2 separate regions of the Mus musculus genome follow, and region 2 is linked to region 1. Evidence: chromatin contacts called from public promoter capture Hi-C data. All regions are on one chromosome and are shown on one strand. Each heading gives the region's core, a stretch centred on a gene start, on an enhancer-like site or on the middle of the called end of the contact. The rest is flanking DNA. Distances are from core to core; before and after follow the strand shown. Region 1 overlaps Myo1h (myosin 1H). Region 2 overlaps Acacb (acetyl-Coenzyme A carboxylase beta).

The links. Capture Hi-C pulls out chosen DNA fragments and counts their contacts.
Region 2: a contact with region 1 is called in a promoter capture Hi-C map of adipose tissue. The contact joins two enhancer-like sites. A contact is called at or near these places in 1 of 484 Hi-C or Micro-C datasets (CD4 T cells), 2 of 115 datasets of contacts at active chromatin or transcription factors (both in embryonic stem cells) and 3 of 9 other capture datasets (adipose tissue, embryonic stem cells and pancreatic islet).

The regions. Positions count from the first base shown.
Region 1 is chr5:114,362,606-114,367,573 of GRCm38.p6, forward strand. Myo1h (myosin 1H) reads left to right here. Exons shown (of 32, transcript NM_001164573.2): 32 at 386-1,971. The coding sequence ends at 409. It overlaps Kctd10 (potassium channel tetramerisation domain containing 10), which reads right to left. Exons shown (of 7, transcript NM_026145.4): 6 at 4,604-4,799; 7 at 967-3,261. The coding sequence ends at 3,037. Among named protein-coding and RNA genes, the nearest start is that of Kctd10, 15 kb to the right of the region's middle. Within about 2 kb of position 2,641, at least 74 of the 459 cell types and tissues checked have an H3K27ac peak or open chromatin away from gene starts, as enhancers often do. A contact at or near this core is called in adipose tissue, where this site is marked.
Region 2 is chr5:114,196,439-114,201,406 of GRCm38.p6, forward strand. Acacb (acetyl-Coenzyme A carboxylase beta) reads left to right here. Exons shown (of 52, transcript NM_133904.2): 11 at 222-383; 12 at 1,739-1,902; 13 at 3,802-3,952; 14 at 4,058-4,161. Among named protein-coding and RNA genes, the nearest start is that of Acacb, 33 kb to the left of the region's middle. Within about 2 kb of position 2,878, at least 74 of the 459 cell types and tissues checked have an H3K27ac peak or open chromatin away from gene starts, as enhancers often do. A contact at or near this core is called in adipose tissue, where this site is marked.

The sequences.
Region 1 (4,968 bases), core at 1,391-3,890:
GTGCCATGGGTGAAGCAGACGGGGGAGGAACCCGTGAAATGCACTTTCTGTATATGCTTGTTTAATGTATATATCTTACTCGTATGTAAAACCGGTTTACAGGTATAGTTATATAAAAAGTGCTTTTTGCAGCATGGGGACCCTCCGCCCCCTCAGGGACAAGTGGAAGGAAAGGTTACTTTGAAAGTGAAGTCGGTGATCTTTCAGTGAGGTACTGGCCGGGACTCGGTGGCCACTCAGTCCCTCTCCCATGCCTATCTACGGCTGAAGATGCTGATTGGTCGGTCTCTCTGCATCACTTTGTAACCTGGCTGCTCCCTTAGGAGGGAGCTGCTTCCTCCAGGGCAGATGGCGGGGCTCTAAAGCTGGCTGTTCCTCTCCCCAGGTGTCGGCAGGGAAGAAAACCTGACAAAGGATGACCCCGCCCTCCTCGGTCACTATTTCTCCTCCAGCTGAGGTGAGCACCAAACAAGCATGGACCCCTCCAGTTATCCACGCTCAAGGCCAATGCGGCAGCTCCTGGAGAACAGCCGCATCAAGGAGCCCATGCTACGGCAGAGCCAGGTTTCAGGTGGCGCTGTATCTAGTCGCTTCCTGAGAGCCAACCTAGAGTCTTCCCCTGTCCCTGGTGGAACCCAATTTAGGCGCACACCAAGAAGTCACTGTAGGGTGGGCGGCAGACTCTGTACCTCTGGCAAGCTGCTGAGACCCAGGAGTAAAGAAAATCTTGTCAAGAGGCACAATCTCAACCCGGCTGCCCGTGGCGCATGCTGCCAGGGATGGGCTAGGCTCCCGGATCCCGGGGGGAGTCGGGGCCTCTGATGCCAATCTAACACCAGCCCATCCCTCAGCCCTCCAGAGAAGGACAGACTCTGAGGCAGGATGTGGCAGCCTTGCCCTTGCTGCACCTCAGTAGCCCTGCTGACTGGGCCAGGCGATCTCGAAAAGACCAGAAGGCGGCGTGAGTAGAAGCAGAGTTTAACGTTTATTTTACACATGTCCGCAGACACTCGTACAAGAGTGAGCACTTCTAAAACTCCCAGTATGGTTTTCATAGTGCAGAGGCAGGAAGAGTGTGATGTGCGTACATGACCAGGGACTGTGGGTGGAGCCCTCTGGCCGGCACGCACTCTGGGGAGGGCTGATTACCAGCACTGAGCAGCAGGTATGGGGTCTCAGCCTCCAGAGAGGTCAAACGGTCCATCTCCCACAGCAGGTGACAGAGAGCTGGGCCAGACCTGCCAGGCTGTGGGCCCCACAGACACTGAACTTGGTTACCATGAGCAAAAAGCTATTCTGGTTTATTTTAATTGTGAGCCCTTAGTGTGCAGTAAAAGTTCACTCTACACCAGCGACTCACTAGATGGTGATCTAGAAGTGCTGACTACTGCCCCTCACGCCAGTGTTTGGAATCCGGAAGCAGAGCTTTGGAGACTGACGCTGGGTCAGGCCCTAGCTGGACTCAGTTGCCAGCGAGATCAGGCACCGTGGAATGTTCACTAGGTCTGTTCCTATCCCTGGGAGCTGAAGTACAAAGCTACAGGCACAAGGTTTGAGGATAGAGGAAGGTAGAGAGAGCTGCCAAAAACAGTAACCGGAAGGCCAGAGGCCAAGGCAAGTCAGATTGTGCCGCTAGGTCATTCTCACATGAGCATTTACACAGTGTATACATGGCTTCTCCATTCCTATAGAAAACACCAGTACTGACATTCACTTCCTAGAAAAGCTGAACCCACTGGGCAGGGCTGCCGTTTAAAACAAACAGTATAAAAACGTAGGAAACATGATTCGTAAGCTCCCTTTCTTGGCTCTTAATACAAAAGTCTACCCCATACATGGTTCCTCGATCCAGTCGGGATTGTTTGAGTATTTATCATAGGTTTTGTGTCAGATACAAGAGAAAGGTATACAACTGTCATGTACAAAGCGAGCTGTACAAACCGTCGCTAAATAGAAATTTTAAAACCTGTCAGAGATTGCCCACTTAATACCTTTGGTCTAAAAAATAGCCAACACTTCCTTTATCAAGCAGCCAAATCCATCCCACACTCTCACCTAACCTTGAAACTAGTCTACTCAGCCACGACTCCTCTGCGCAAAGCAGACTCGAGGTAACTGACTGTTGTCGTGAGCGCCTGCGCCCTACAGTCACACGTCCCACCAGCAGTCACACACACATCCCCTGAACACAACAAGACCCAAAGGTATCTGCATGCCCACTCTATTCTGCAGGGAAACTGCTGCAAACTCAGTGGTGTCCTCACCTGGTGCCAGTGTCTGCGGTCACCCCAGTTCCTAACCAAAGGGCAAGGCACCCCCTTGATGAGAAAAGGAAGCCATGCAAGAGAGGAGTAGACCCTTAAAGCAGCGATGGCTGCCCCTTCCTGGATGGGGTACATCAAAAGGACTGAGCCGAGAGAGCAGCCAACTGCCAGGAATCGGTCTGCTCCCAGCCTGGAGTGTGCCTGCCATGCTGAGAACCAGGGAGAGGCCAGAAGCACACTTCGTCCCCCTTCCACTGTGCCCAAGGGGCTCTGTACAAAACCGCACACAGAGCAGACTCACAGGAGAGCAAAGACTGCCTGCTCAGAACACACCAGGGCCAGGCTGCTCAAGGACGCCTTGGTGGCCGGCTGCCAACTACGCAGTTCCTCCCAACTGCCAAACTAAGTCCTTGAGGGAGTGTCACCTAAGAGGCCCTAATAGGTAGTCAACACCCATAAAAATAAATACTGCAACAAAGGTTCTCACATACACGCCAAACTCATTCATACGTTTTCCTCCAAGGCCCCAGAAGGCTGGGCTCCAGGCTCTCACGGGAGGTGGGACCCCAGACACAGCATGTTCAGAAGGGGTGCACACCCGGGCCAACACAGAAGCAATCTACTTTGTCAAGAAATAACAAAATAATCATCTGGCTTGTTACAAAAGTGTCTCAGACTCCAGGGGAAGTGGGAGGTGCCCCAAAGCCTGCACAGGGTCTGAGGGGGCGGGGCAGGAGCAGAGGGAGGGCAGAAGGCAGGGTGCTCGGCCTGCTCACTGGTGGAGGTGGGCCCGGTCATCTGGGCGCTTGATATGGATCCTCCTCACGCGCTCGATCCGCTCCCGCTCCCGCTCCTCGTCCTCGTCCAGGTGATGAGAACGTCCAGCTGCCCCGCCCGTGGCCTCCAGGAGGGCATTGTCAGGTCCTCGGCCATCCTGGGCCTCGTACAGCAAGATATTCAGGGTCTCCTCATAAATGCGGGCTTCAGGGAACTCAACCTGTGCCCCACAAAATACATGGTGGGAACGTTAGCCGGCTGCACATGGCCACTACCTCACACTACATCTCAGCAGGGCCTCAGGCTCCCCAGCTCCTAGGCTGACAATGCAATCCCAGGGAGTCCACAGTGCTCCCTGGATGTCCTCCACTTGACTACACTTCGGCCTCCAGCGGATTCACGGCTGCAAGCAGAGCCTGTCCTCAGTGACATCTTCCTCATGGCAGGGGTGGGGAGTTGGGGTCTGAGCGGGTGGGAGAATGACAGGGATAAGCAAAGCCCCAGCTCTCTGGGTAACTGAGAGGTGAGCCCAGGACAGTGAAGGGAGAGAGCTTGCAAAGCTATTCTGGGTATCCGACTTCCTCCATGGGCAGGGTCTGCTCCTCAGCTTCACACAGACCAGCCATGGGGACAGCCGGTGTGAGAGGCTGAAGGCTGGGAAAGTCACATTGCCACAAGAGCTCCAATCACAAGGCTAGGCGGAACTTGTGACCCAAGTCTCACAGTGGCAATTGCCAGACACACCAAAAAAACATAGCGGAGCCATTGAGGTGGCTCAGAGGGTAGAGCCGCCAAACCCGACAACCTGAGTTTAGCCTCAGTTGCCAGCTCCAGGATCCCATGGAACCACATCTCCCAAAGCCTCAGGGGTGAGAGCAACCCCGACAGGTGACTATGGCCTACACACAGGTGACTAGAACCTTGGCAAAATTAACGTCCATTTCCCTTAGGGTGAGAGAGAAATGACAGAATGTGCAGCGAGCAGAAGGGGAGAGCGGGAAAGAGGGGGCCACTTTCACTCCAAGTCTAAGAAGGTTGGGCAAGCACGCCTAGAGAGAGGTGTGGTTCTGACAGTGAGCCGGGCTCCAGCTCACAACTCCAGGGAATCCGATGCACCAGCACTCATGTGCACAAACCCCCTGCAGATATACACACCTACACGTAATAACCGTAAAAAGCCATGGCGTGTGGAGCCTACGTCAGCGGAAGACAGATCCGGGTCAGCAGAAGGGAAGGACAGGGTGGACAGCCAAGGGCAGTCAAGGGTCAGCTTCGGAAGGCAGCAGAGGCCTCTGACCGGTGAGCCTCGATGAGGCCATGCTGGTGGAGTTCCTGCCACCCGGAGCAGGGTGACCCCACACGGGCAGTCAGAAAGATCAGGATGCCAGAGGGAGAAGGCCCTAGCGGCTGGGCACACAGGTGCAAACCTGAATCCGGCCAGATTGCCCGGAGACAGCTGGGAGCACAGCCCTCTCTGCTTGCCCAGTGTCGGTAGGAAGTGCCCCCATTTCTCTGACCTGCCACAACCCCCTCTTTTGAGTTCCCGTGAGCACGGCCCTCACCTTGGTCTGCTTCTTCTCAGTGGCGTAGACGATGGAGGTACAACAGACTTCAGCGATTTTCCGGCCCTGGCCGTAAAATGACCAACAGCAGATCTCGTCCCCGATGACGTCCTTAATGAACAGGACCCGCCCGTTGAAGCGCAGGGACAGCTTATCGAACAGTTCGATGTTTTTCAACATGTTATCGTCAGAATTGCTGCAGAAGAGCATTGGGTAAATTGAGCAGAGATGGCCACCCCGCTGATATCCGCCTGGTGCTCCTGCTCTCAGAGCCCTTCCGGCCCCTTCTCTATCTCTACTGAAAGTGAGCCCCTGAGAAAGGTACCAGAGGCTGCTGCTCCAGAATGTGTAAGTGGCAGAGTGGG
Region 2 (4,968 bases), core at 1,628-4,127, 170 kb before region 1:
CTTTCTCTCCTCTCCTGTTCCCCTGTGCATAGCACTGTCTAGACACTATAGGCTCAGTGTGTCTGAGAGTGTTAACTGAGCCTCCTCTTCTTCACATCCACTGTTATAGGCTCAGTATATCTGGAAGTGTTGACTGAGCCTTTTCTTCACATCCCTGTTACTCTTCATGTCTCAGGGCCAGGATCCTAGCACACTAACCTGTGCGATGGGTTCTTCCTTAGATCGCCATGGGCGTGCCCCTGCACCGACTGAAGGACATACGGCTTCTGTACGGAGAGTCCCCCTGGGGAGTGACCCCCATTCCTTTTGAAACCCCCTTGAGCCCTCCCATTGCCCGAGGCCACGTCATTGCAGCCAGGATCACCAGCGAAAACCCAGATGAGGCAAGTGTGGGTCCCTGTGTCTACACCAACTGCAGACTTGTGGCGAAGGGTGGGCCCTGGTCTTTGGTGTGGGTATGCTGGCACTCAGAATTCTCAGCTTATACCCAAGAAACTCTGGGTGGAAGCTATTGGTCATAGCTTTGGGCTTCAGCAAGCACTTCACATGGCCCCTCACTCCCATGGCCTCACTGGGTGGTGGTCATGTTCCAGCCTGCCGGGGTCAGGTAAGCCCTCCCAACTCGCCACACGGTTCCCATCTTTGGCTTGTGTAGCCAGGTTTGGAGCCCAAGTTCTGGGGTTTCTTGGTTTCTGTGCTCTTTGCTGTAGTCCTGTGTTTTAGGGAGCCTGTGGGAGGTCCCCTTGAGGCTTATTCTTCTTCCTTGGGTCTTGAAAACAATTTAGCTGGCTTCATTGCTTCCAAACCAACCCCTCATTGTTCTGGGGCTCACCAGTCTCTTCTGGTTTCTGTGTGTGTGTGTGTGTGTGTGTGTGTGTGTGTGTTATGAGTACACTGTTGCTGTCTTCAGACACACCAGAAGAGGGCATTGGATCCCATTACAGATGGTTGTGAGCCACCATGTGGTTGCTGGGAATTGAACTCAGGACCTCTGAAAGAGACTGCTCTCAACTGCTGAGCCTTCTCTCCAGACCTTCCTGTTTTATTTTTTAATCAAAGATTGTGTGTGTGTGTGTTTAAAACAAGGCCTTTCTATAATAACTCTGGCCTCAGACTCACAGAGATATGCCCAATTCTGCCTCCAGAGTGCTGGGATTAAAGGCATGTGCTACCATACCTAGTTTATTTAAAATTAATATATAATATATATTATATATATGTGTGTATATATGTTTATATATATATATATACACACACACACAATATACATACACACGTATATACAAATATATGTATATATGTGTGTGTATATATATACATATATATATATATATATACACATACATATATGTGTGTGTGTGTTTAGTTTATGCATATGAGCGTTTTGCTTGCTTGCATGTGTGTACACCATACGTGGGCCTGCTACTGGAGGAGAGCAAAAGAGGGTGTTGGACTTCCTGAACTGGAGTCACATATGTTCATGAGCCACCGTGTTGGTACTGAGAACCACATCCAGGTTCCCTGCAGGAGTGGGCAGTGTTCCTAACCACTGAGTGTCCTTCCCACTCTTCACTTACATTTTTAGCTATGAAAATGTCCAGTCTGTGAGTGCTGTGGGGATCGAACACAGGTCCTTCTGCTTGGGAAGTCAGTGCTATTTGCGGGACTGGGCTATCTCCCCAACCAAGTGCTCAGAGAACTGACTTCTGTTTCTCTTTTTCCTCTGTCTGGGCTCCAGGGCTTTAAGCCAAGCTCGGGGACAGTGCAGGAGCTGAACTTCCGCAGCAACAAGAACGTGTGGGGTTACTTCAGCGTGGCCGCTGCTGGGGGCTTGCACGAGTTCGCCGATTCCCAGTTTGGGCACTGCTTCTCCTGGGGCGAGAACCGTGAAGAGGCCATTTCGTCAGTATCTCCGGTTCCCTTCCCGTTCCTCCAACCCCGCTTCCCAGTTCTAGAAACATTCAGAAGTACTTGTGTATAGGCCTGAATACCTGAGTTTGACCCCAGACTCCACAAGGCAGCTGGAGGTGCATGCACACGCATACACACACATACACACACATACACACACACATGCATGCACACATACACCAAACTCCTGTGACCCATTTATACTTGCAACAGTGTGCATGCACCTGCACACACACACACACACACACACACACATGCACACATGCACACATACACCAAACTCCTGTGACCCATTTATACTTGCAACAGTGTGCATGCACCTGAACACACACACATGCATGCACACATACACCAAACTCCTGTGACCCATTTATACTTGCAACAGTGTGCATGCACCTGCACACACACACACACACATGCATGCACACATACACCAAACTCCTGTGACCCATATATACTTGCATCAGTGTGCATGCACCTGCACACACACACACACACACACACACACACACACACACACAGGTCCTTCCCTATGCATCACTTACTGTTTTAAGTACTGAAGTTCAAGAACAATTCTCTTCCTCTGTTGGAGACCTGTGGTGAAGAGCAGGGAGCCCACCAGGCCCCTGGGTCTTGAGTGTGCAAGAGAGCTAACTTCAAAGAGACCCTAAACCATTCAAAGCTGTCTAAACGGTGCCCAGCACTCGGCTCAGGAGAGGGTGGGGGCACCTTTAACACCTCATAGTTTGCACACCATCTTTACTCCAAGACTCAGTTTCTTCTGGGGTTCCTCTTCCTCCCTGCTCTCTACTCCACGCTTGTGACATGGCCTGTGATCCCTGCTTAGCAAATCCTGTCACAGTTAAACAGACTGAGAAACTCATATTAACCCAATACTCCCCCTGTCTTTCCTCTTAACATCTCCCTGCCTCTACACCAGTCCAGGAAGGTGAAACGCACTTTGTGTTGTAGTTAAGCATCCTGTGCTGCCAGGCAACCAAACCACTCTTCAGAGCGTAAAGAGCCCAAAGGCATCGAGAGTATTTCATTTAAAAAAATGTTAGACTCTGGTCTGGCTGTTTAACTGTGAATTGATTTAGGGTGAGAGTTTGACAGTTTTGATGGTGCTGTCCCTCTGTCAGCTTAGGCTAATTCATTTTAATCGTGTTCCGTGGCAAACTGAGGTCCTCCGGGAAAGTGGAGGGAGACTTGCAACAAATGAGACTTAATTAACGGAAGGAAGTGGGTGGGCCCGGCATGTTCCCGGAGAGGCTCAGACTGTGGCGCTGTCTGCAGCTGCTACAGACTTAGAGAAACTCCAGCTTATACTGCTGACAGAGTCTAGCAGAGGAAAGCACTTGCCGGACTCTGTGATTGGCTCCCTGATCCGTGCTATAGACAAACCCCTCTGTGGCAGTCAGTCTTCCTCAGTTGCGTGGCCGAGTTACATACAGATTTAGGTCCTGAGACTGACCTGTGGCTTCATGTGACCTCCCCATGACACACCTGGACAGAGCAGCCAGGGGACAGGCAGAAGTGGCTTTTATGAGACAGGAGATGGGAATAGACCAAGGGGAGGCCGAACAGGCGCTCAGTCAGAGAGGCCCCACCCCTTTCTTCGAATCATTACCTATCAGGATGATCTAAACTCTGAGACCTGTTGACTGCAACGGCATTATGTGGAGCATCCCTCAAGTACTGCAGGTGGCAAGGTTATCACCCCATTTTTCAGACGAGGTAACTGAGGCCCCGGGGTGGTTAAGTTACTCAAGTGAGGTCACTCAAGCCGGTCCATGTGCCTCCCGTGCGCTCAGACGCACTGAAAAAAACAAATCCCAAACTTCCCAGGAACCGTGGGTAAACGTGGAAACCAGTCCTGTGTCTCTCCAGGAACATGGTAGTGGCTTTGAAGGAACTGTCCATCCGGGGTGACTTCCGGACCACTGTGGAGTATCTCGTTAACCTTCTGGAGACCGAGAGCTTCCAGAACAACGATATCGACACGGGGTGGCTGGACCACCTCATCGCTCAGCGGGTGCAGGTAAGAGGCCGCTTTACCTCTCCACCCTCCCTCCCAGGGCGGGGTGTGGGTGTACGCAGAGATCCGTGCTTCCCGCGGGTACTGAGACCTGGAGTCTTTTTCTAGGCAGAGAAGCCGGACATCATGCTTGGGGTGGTGTGTGGGGCCTTGAATGTGGCAGACGCGATGTTCAGAACCTGCATGACGGAATTCTTGCACTCCCTGGAAAGGTAGGGCGCACAGTCTTCTCCTTGCTCTCCTGGGATGTGGGGACAGCATGGAAGGCAGGCAGAATGAGGCTTTTGCTGTTGCTGTTGTTCGGAGATGACTCTCGATCCTCCTGCCTCTGCCTCCTGAGTGCTGGGATCACACGCATGTGCACCACGCTAGGTGGTGGGCTTTGAGGGCGGGTCAGTCGCCACCGAGCTGGGACTGCTCTCCTGTGGCCTGCGGTTCACACTGCCTGGGAGAGACTACTGGTGGATATGGGGAGGCTTGCGGATCTGGAGGGCCCGTGGGGCAGGGTGAAGCTGGCGAGGAGGCTTCTGCTTGGATCACTGTTGGGCAGGACTGTCCTGCCTATGCATTGAAGGGTGACAGCGGAATTTATGTCTCCTGCCTATTAGAGGCCATGAGAGGCCATTCCCTGAGTGTCCCAGCAATAAGAACAAATTATCCTCTCTTTAGAAGTGACAAAGGAAAGACAAAATGTCCCCACAAAAAGCATGAAAGACAAAGCCAGTAGTGGTCACTTAACACCTATGATTGGCAGCCCATGTACTAGAGGGTGGCAGGCCACAGACTGGACATCTTTACCTCGTTTATTTATTTATTTAAGATTATTTATTTATTTATTTACTTATTATATGTGACTACACTGTAGCTGTCTTCAGACACTCCAGAAGAGGGAGTCAGATCTCATTATGAGATGGTTGTGAGCCACCATGTGGTTGCTGGGATTTGAACTCCGGACCTTCGGAAGAGCAGTCGGGTGCTCTTACCCACTGAGCCATCTCTCCAGCCCCTTTACCTCATTT